Linked DNA regions of Pan troglodytes: region 1 is linked to region 2. The links are chromatin contacts, called in public Hi-C maps. All regions are on one chromosome and are shown on one strand. The core of a region is the stretch at or near the end of the contact, and the rest is flanking DNA. Distances in the headings are between cores, read along the strand shown. Region 1 holds the start of LSM6 (LSM6 homolog, U6 small nuclear RNA and mRNA degradation associated). Region 2 overlaps C4H4orf51 (chromosome 4 C4orf51 homolog).

Region 1 (3,091 bases), core at 387-2,886, 440 kb after region 2:
ATCAGTCCTAACAACTAAATGAAACTAAACTACATAAGTTAAACTAAAGCTTGCCAAAATATTTTTATGACTTTAAGGCTCCTTAATAAATTAATGTTTACATTCAGGGTTTTGAAGACTAGTATTCACCAAAGGTCTTGCAGTGTTTTCTTTGCATCATAAAAGATGCTGAAAGCAAAAACCTGGGAAATACGGAAAATTGCCTTGTGAGTTAGTAAAAGTCATTTATAAGCTGCTGAGGGGCTTTTGGGAACAGCCACACTTTTTATAAGCTTGTTAGCTCATGAATTAATTCAAGATGCCCACCCCGTGTGTCAAACTGGGCCCTTACCCAGCTACTCGCCTTAGAGAAGGTTGCAGCTGCTCGGCAGATGAACTAGGCCCTTAAAACTCCTCATGGCTCCCTACCCACCACACTAGTGTTAACGGCTCGATTAGGGCTCTGTAGGAAAGGGAAAGAAGTTTGAATCAAAAATTTTCTTTTTTTTTTTTAATAATTTAAACAATCAGTAAGGAATGTGCAATTTGATGTCGTTTGCAAAGAAAGTTTTTAGGAACAGGGCTTTTTATCCTATTATGTTTGTTCTTTGCATGTAATTATTTGATTTAAATGGTACTTTTCTTAAAATTTTTATTTACATTGTATTTTATATTGCAAGAACTTCAAATACAGCCCTCACAATAAATCAGTAACTGTTCGGTTTTTATCCAAACTGAGCTTTTATAGAAGGATATAAGGAAGTCTCTATTCTTTAACAAATCATATCCAGTTGTTTTCTGTCCCTAATATCAATCAAAAGTTCATTTCTTCTGCCTTTAACCAAAAGAAGTTTACAAGGGAGGAACTCTTTATCTTCGAAAAAAATTTTGCATCTTAGATTTTATAACACCTAATGGGGTTAAGGATCTGTGTTGAAAGATCTTATCACTCTGTGTATAGTGTTACAAATCATAAATATAATTAAAGTATAAGTTTTCAACTGATGAGAGTATATGTGGAGGGGGAAAAAGGAATCAAGTCCTGGTGTAACAGTTCTCTTCTTTTTCCCCTTCAATTCCATTAATAGAAAGAGTATTGAGAATTCATGCAAAATTCCAAACCAAGTTCCCATACTAGCACTGAAATAAGTCTGCACACCATTTCCAATAGGAACTAGTAATGTAACACAATTAATGTCATTATAATTTGGAGTTACTTGAGTGATTTTGATTATTTTTGTATCAATTAACATTGCCATGGAAACAGTCTCTTGCTAAAATGGCTTAAGTCTTCACACATTTAATCAATATCCAGAGGTAGATTTAAAGACTTGAGGTGTTTCATTTATTTATTTATTTGCTTTAAACTATTCAAGGACGTTTCTGGGTACACAATGCCGTTACTTAAACAGTAAATTCCAGTTTCCTATGACTTCAAGTTATTTTTTACACTTCTGTAAATAAATCCTGCCCAAAAGATCACTTCTAGTTTCCTGGAATTTTGTTTTTGTTTTGTATTGTATTTGTTTTGTACTCAGATTTCTGTTAGAGGAACTCCACTGCACCAATTTTGCTACTAGACAAACCAGGATTCTTGGATTTGCGCGCTTTGGTGCTGACAGGCTTTTTCGGCCTCAGCGGGCTGCCGTAGCAGAGAAGAGCACTGATTGGCTGAGGCAGAAAAGTGCCCCTGCCTCGGCGCTTTCGGTTTTGGCTGGGATCATCCGCGGCGGCCGGGCTCGTGGGGCGCTTGGAGTGAGGGTTCTGGTTCCCGCCGGCGAGGTGAGCCGCACCGCTGCGCGGGCCGACGACGGGGCCGGGCGCAGCCCCAGGTTCGGTGCCCCAGTGTTCAGTCGCGCTGTGGAGCGGCGGCTGCAGCGGCCCTAGGCCGGGCGAGGCAGCCCCGGAAAGGGCCTGCGGTGAACGGGCTGGGGCTCCGGGAAGGGACCGCTGGGTGGCGGGTCCCCGCGAAATGCCGCGTCCAAGCTCTCCGCGCATGGAATGGCTGGGAGAGGTCTGATGGTGGGCGCCGGGACCGCCCTCAGCGAGGCGCCTAGACTGCGCGGAGAGGAGCGGCACCGTCCCGGCTCCTACCGAGTTGGCGTCCGAGACCAATTCAGGTTGTTGAAGTTCCCCAGGGAGCCCCGACGCTTATCCCAAGATTCGGCGGGAAAGCGGATCCCGAACCCAGGCCTAGGCTTCGCCTGTCTTCCAGGAGGGCTTCAGGGAATTGCGAACCCTCCCCTACATCGGGGTGGCTGCGCCTGACCACAGGAATTAAAGGCTGGACTCGCCTGTCTTACCGAGTTGTCAGGTCGAGGAACCCGATTGTATGGTCTTAAGTCCTATCGCCCGAGGTTTTCTGTGCGTATGCGTGTCCGCACACCTGCATAGCAGGCATTTTTCAGGTGTGTAGGATTAAGATGATGCGGATTACCCTGCCCCACTGCTCTTAGTAATACGTGACTATTATAGAAAATTGCAAACATAGAAGACTTTAGTGAAGAAAACAATATTCACTGAACCCTTTCACCTACGATCATTTTCTCTTGTATGTGCTAGCTTCTACTTGAACTAAGAGTGTACATGTTTAATCACTTAACAGTATAGTTTCCCACTTCCATTTAAAAACTCTTCCTAAATATTATTCTAATTTTGTATCTTCTTTTGATTGTCCCATCATTGTGGGTCCCAGTGTCGGTCCCGTAAATTATTCAGTCATTTCCCGATTGTGGGACATTAGATTGCTTTTGAATTTTTACATCATCTTAGCATCCCAGATAGTGCTTTGATAAACTCTTTTCCCTCTATTTTTTAGATTCTTTCCTTGGACTAGATTCTCAGAAGTGAAATTATCAGATCAGATGCTGTCATCTGAAAGGTCTGTTTTAGGCCTTCATACACATTGCTGCAGTGTTTTCCAAAAAAGTTTTAGAGATGTTTGGCAATTTTACTTGCTTGAATATTGTGCAGAAATCTTGAGAGGCTTGTGTTTGTGGTGTGTGTGTGTGTGTGTGTCACTGGCGTTAATGCGTTAGACTACCTGAATGTTAGGGCAGGAAGAGACTTAAGTGGTCATCTGGCATAACTCCCTTATTTTGCAGATGAGGAA
Region 2 (3,087 bases), core at 334-2,833:
ATGACTTTTTATTTATGAGACAAGGCAAATCTTTTTTTTTTTTTTTTTTGAGACAGAGTTTCACTCTTGTTGCCCAGGCTGGAGTGCAATGGCGTGATCTTGGCTCACTGCAACCTCCACCTCCTGGGTTCAAGCAATTCTCCTGCCTCAGCCTCCCGAGTAACTGGGATTAACGTGTGTGCCACCACACCCAACTAATTTTTGTATTTTTAGTAGAGACAGGGTTTCACTGTGTTGGCCAGGCTGGTCTCGAGCTCCTGACCTCAGGTGATCTGCCCACCTTGGCCTCCCAAACTGCTGGGATTACAGGCGTGAGCCACCATGCCCGGCCGAGACAAGGCAAATCTTAATATTTTTAAATATATATAGTTTGGAAGAGAACAAGCACTGAGATATATAAATGCCCAATTTCCTGCATCAAAGCAATAAGTAGAGATTGAATGAAATTTTCAACGATCATTAACACTATTCTTAGTTCCGAAAGTATTTGCTTGCTGGGTAGTGCTTTTGGTAATCATTCTCTAAATATTTATATTCCTGTGTCCTATCTTGAAGAAGTTCCTGATGGAAACTGGAAAGCAGAGCATTCACATCCAGGAATGTGGGAACTAAAGGCATTAGGGAAACCTGGAAAGAATCTTACCAGAGAAGCAGTGGGGGCCGGTTAGGGATTGCAAGTGTTCCTGCCCTTTTTCTCTCCCACTTTATTAATCTGGCCCTCCTAACAGAGACACAATATATTAAACAGGAAGGTTAAGAGAGATGGAAGAAAATGCAGGATCAATCCCATCTCCTGCTCATGAATGATGTTTGGTTTGGAAGAGACAATTTAATTCCCAATTCTGTGGAAAAGTGACCTTTGCGGATGAGCGAGTGTTGACAACCAGGCCATTTTTCTCCAGCTTCATGGACGGTGCGATTCTGAAAGCAACGTTTGCTCATCTGAGGATTCAGAAGCTGATCGATACTCCGATTATGGCTGGGGAGGACCCTCATCGCCATTTAACTGAGTTGGAAAATGAAGCCACAATGCTGGAGGCGTGGAGTTTGCTTAATAAACAACTTTGAGGTATGGGGCCCTCCCAACACCCCCCCCCCCCACCCCGCCCCGCCCAGGAACGTCTGGACCCTGGCAGGTTGGCTTTCTGGGACAATTCCATGGGCTTCATTTATCAGTTTTTTCCCTTTTTAATTGGTGGAGAGAGACAAAAGTTTTTATAATCTTTATTAAATTTTCCTTTTTAAATAAATACCTGGGACCACATTTCTCTGCTAGAACCACAGAAATGGTGCTGCGGCCCCGACCGTCGGGGGCTCCGGCGTCACAGAGCCTGTCCCTTGTATCTGGGAGCCCCGGGGAAGGCGCAGGGGCGTGAGAAAGGCTCTTTGTATTCAGAGCGGTCACCCAGCAGAGCCGGAGCCTTCCACCGCCAGGTTTTCCTCCGCGCAAGGCGCCGCCGGGAAGCGAATTGGCTGCGACAGTCGCGGGGGCGGGGGCGGCCTCAGACGCGGCGGGCGCGCGAGCTCAGGGGCGGAGTCGTGGCCCTCCCGTCCCGGCTCCCTCGGTAGCTGCCTGCGCCCCCAAAGCCGCGCCCACGGCCCGCCCACCCGCCGCCTGCCCCTCCCCTCCCCGGTCCGCCCCTTCCCGCTCCTCCCGGCCCGCCCGAGCGGCCGTCTCTTTCTTCCTCCACGGCCCACCTCTTCTCCCCCACGATCCTCCTCCTCTAGCGTCCACAGGCCGCCTCCGCCGCCTACGACCCTCCTCCTGCTGATTCCCCCCCACCACCGCCCGCCTAGTCGCCCCCGCGGAGCGCGCAGGAGGGAGGGACCGGGAGCGGCAGGGGCTGCACATGACCTGGGGCGCGGGAAGGAGCCCGCTGCCGTCTAGGCCCGCGAAGGGCCTCGGCAGCCGCCGACTTCTGCGGAAAAGCAGAACGGTGTTTGGTTTACTAACGTAGCTGCCTCCTACCACTCTTCCTCCCCAGCCCCGCTCTCTGCTCCCCACACCCCCTTCCGTTTACTCCTAGTTACCAAGACCGTCCTTCTCTTAGGATTTCTGTTGAATAGAAAATACAATTAAAAGTCGCAGCACCACCCCTGCCTCCCGCCCCACAAACTCCTAGTGATTATTTTTGTCTCTTAGCCCTAGGTTGGGTTAAATACATTCCCCGGGAGCCATCTGGTCTGATTCCCGGCAACCTTCGTATGGTTTCCATTAAGCTCTCCAAAAGCATGCATTGAAAAGGCAGCCCTGTAGCCACTTAGGAACCTCCAGAGTTTTGCCCTGGCCAGCCCTGGTAGACATCCCAGGCAGAAGGAGAGAAAGGCCTCTGTTTAGGTTCCGAGTCTAGTACCTCATGATCCTGGTTTTAATCTCGAATTTCTTGGCTTTTCCTAGTCCAAGAAAATACAGTTCTCCAAGGTAATGGCTATCATTAATTCATCATTTGTTTTTTACTATACGCAGAGGATAGCTGATTAGAATTCTGTTTTAATTCTAAAAATGAAGGCTAACAGCTTTACAGATAGGTTTCAACAGTAACCTGGCCACACAAGTTCAATTTGACCAGCAACATTGGTATGGTGGGGTCTACACCTTCTCGCCTGTCTGTCCACCATTCCTTAACCCCCAAAAGGCAAAGAACAAATGTTTGCTTGTGGAAACATATTCCCTCACACGTGGGTTAGGGCTTGTGTCCAAGAAAAAGGGAACCGGCAGGTTCATAGACTCAGAGTGTTGTAACTAGAGTGTTCCTTAGGATTCATCCGAGATGTATATCCATTGATTGAGGACACTCAGAAAGTGGAGGGGCTTCGGGAAGGTCACATGGCTGATGAGTACAGTACTGCAGCCTAATTTGGGGACGGGAGGGTGGGGAAGAGACCTGGGCATCAAGAGCTTTATCATATACAGCAAGGAAGATTGTGGTCAAACCAATTCATTAGTGGCACATCCTGAATCTCCCCAGTCCCTCAGCCGCAGTCCCATCTCTGTCCTGCTCTGTGCCTCCCTGTTTGCGGAGTTAGAGCCCTTTGCTATTCTTCCTGTTTCCCCACTCCCGCCCTGACCGTGTGATTTTTATTTGG

Evidence for each region. A called contact is a pair of places that touch in the nucleus more often than the background predicts.
Region 1: a Hi-C map of stem cell-derived neural progenitor cells shows a contact between it and region 2, with 2.8 times the contacts expected there. The contact joins the promoter of LSM6 here to the enhancer-like site in region 2. A contact is called at or near these places in 1 of 7 Hi-C or Micro-C datasets (stem cell-derived neural progenitor cells) and 1 of 1 datasets of contacts at active chromatin or transcription factors (stem cell-derived excitatory neurons).

The regions. Positions count from the first base shown.
Region 1 is chr3:147,961,449-147,964,539 of NHGRI_mPanTro3-v2.0_pri, forward strand. It overlaps LSM6 (LSM6 homolog, U6 small nuclear RNA and mRNA degradation associated), which reads left to right and starts at 1,637. Exons shown (of 4, transcript XM_003310475.4): 1 at 1,637-1,761.
Region 2 is chr3:147,520,803-147,523,889 of NHGRI_mPanTro3-v2.0_pri, forward strand. C4H4orf51 (chromosome 4 C4orf51 homolog) reads left to right here. Exons shown (of 9, transcript XM_054683420.2): 6 at 903-1,069. The coding sequence ends at 1,010. Among named protein-coding and RNA genes, the nearest start is that of C4H4orf51, 51 kb to the left of the region's middle. Within about 2 kb of position 1,584, at least 22 of the 24 cell types and tissues checked have an H3K27ac peak or open chromatin away from gene starts, as enhancers often do. A contact at or near this core is called in stem cell-derived excitatory neurons and stem cell-derived neural progenitor cells, where this site is marked.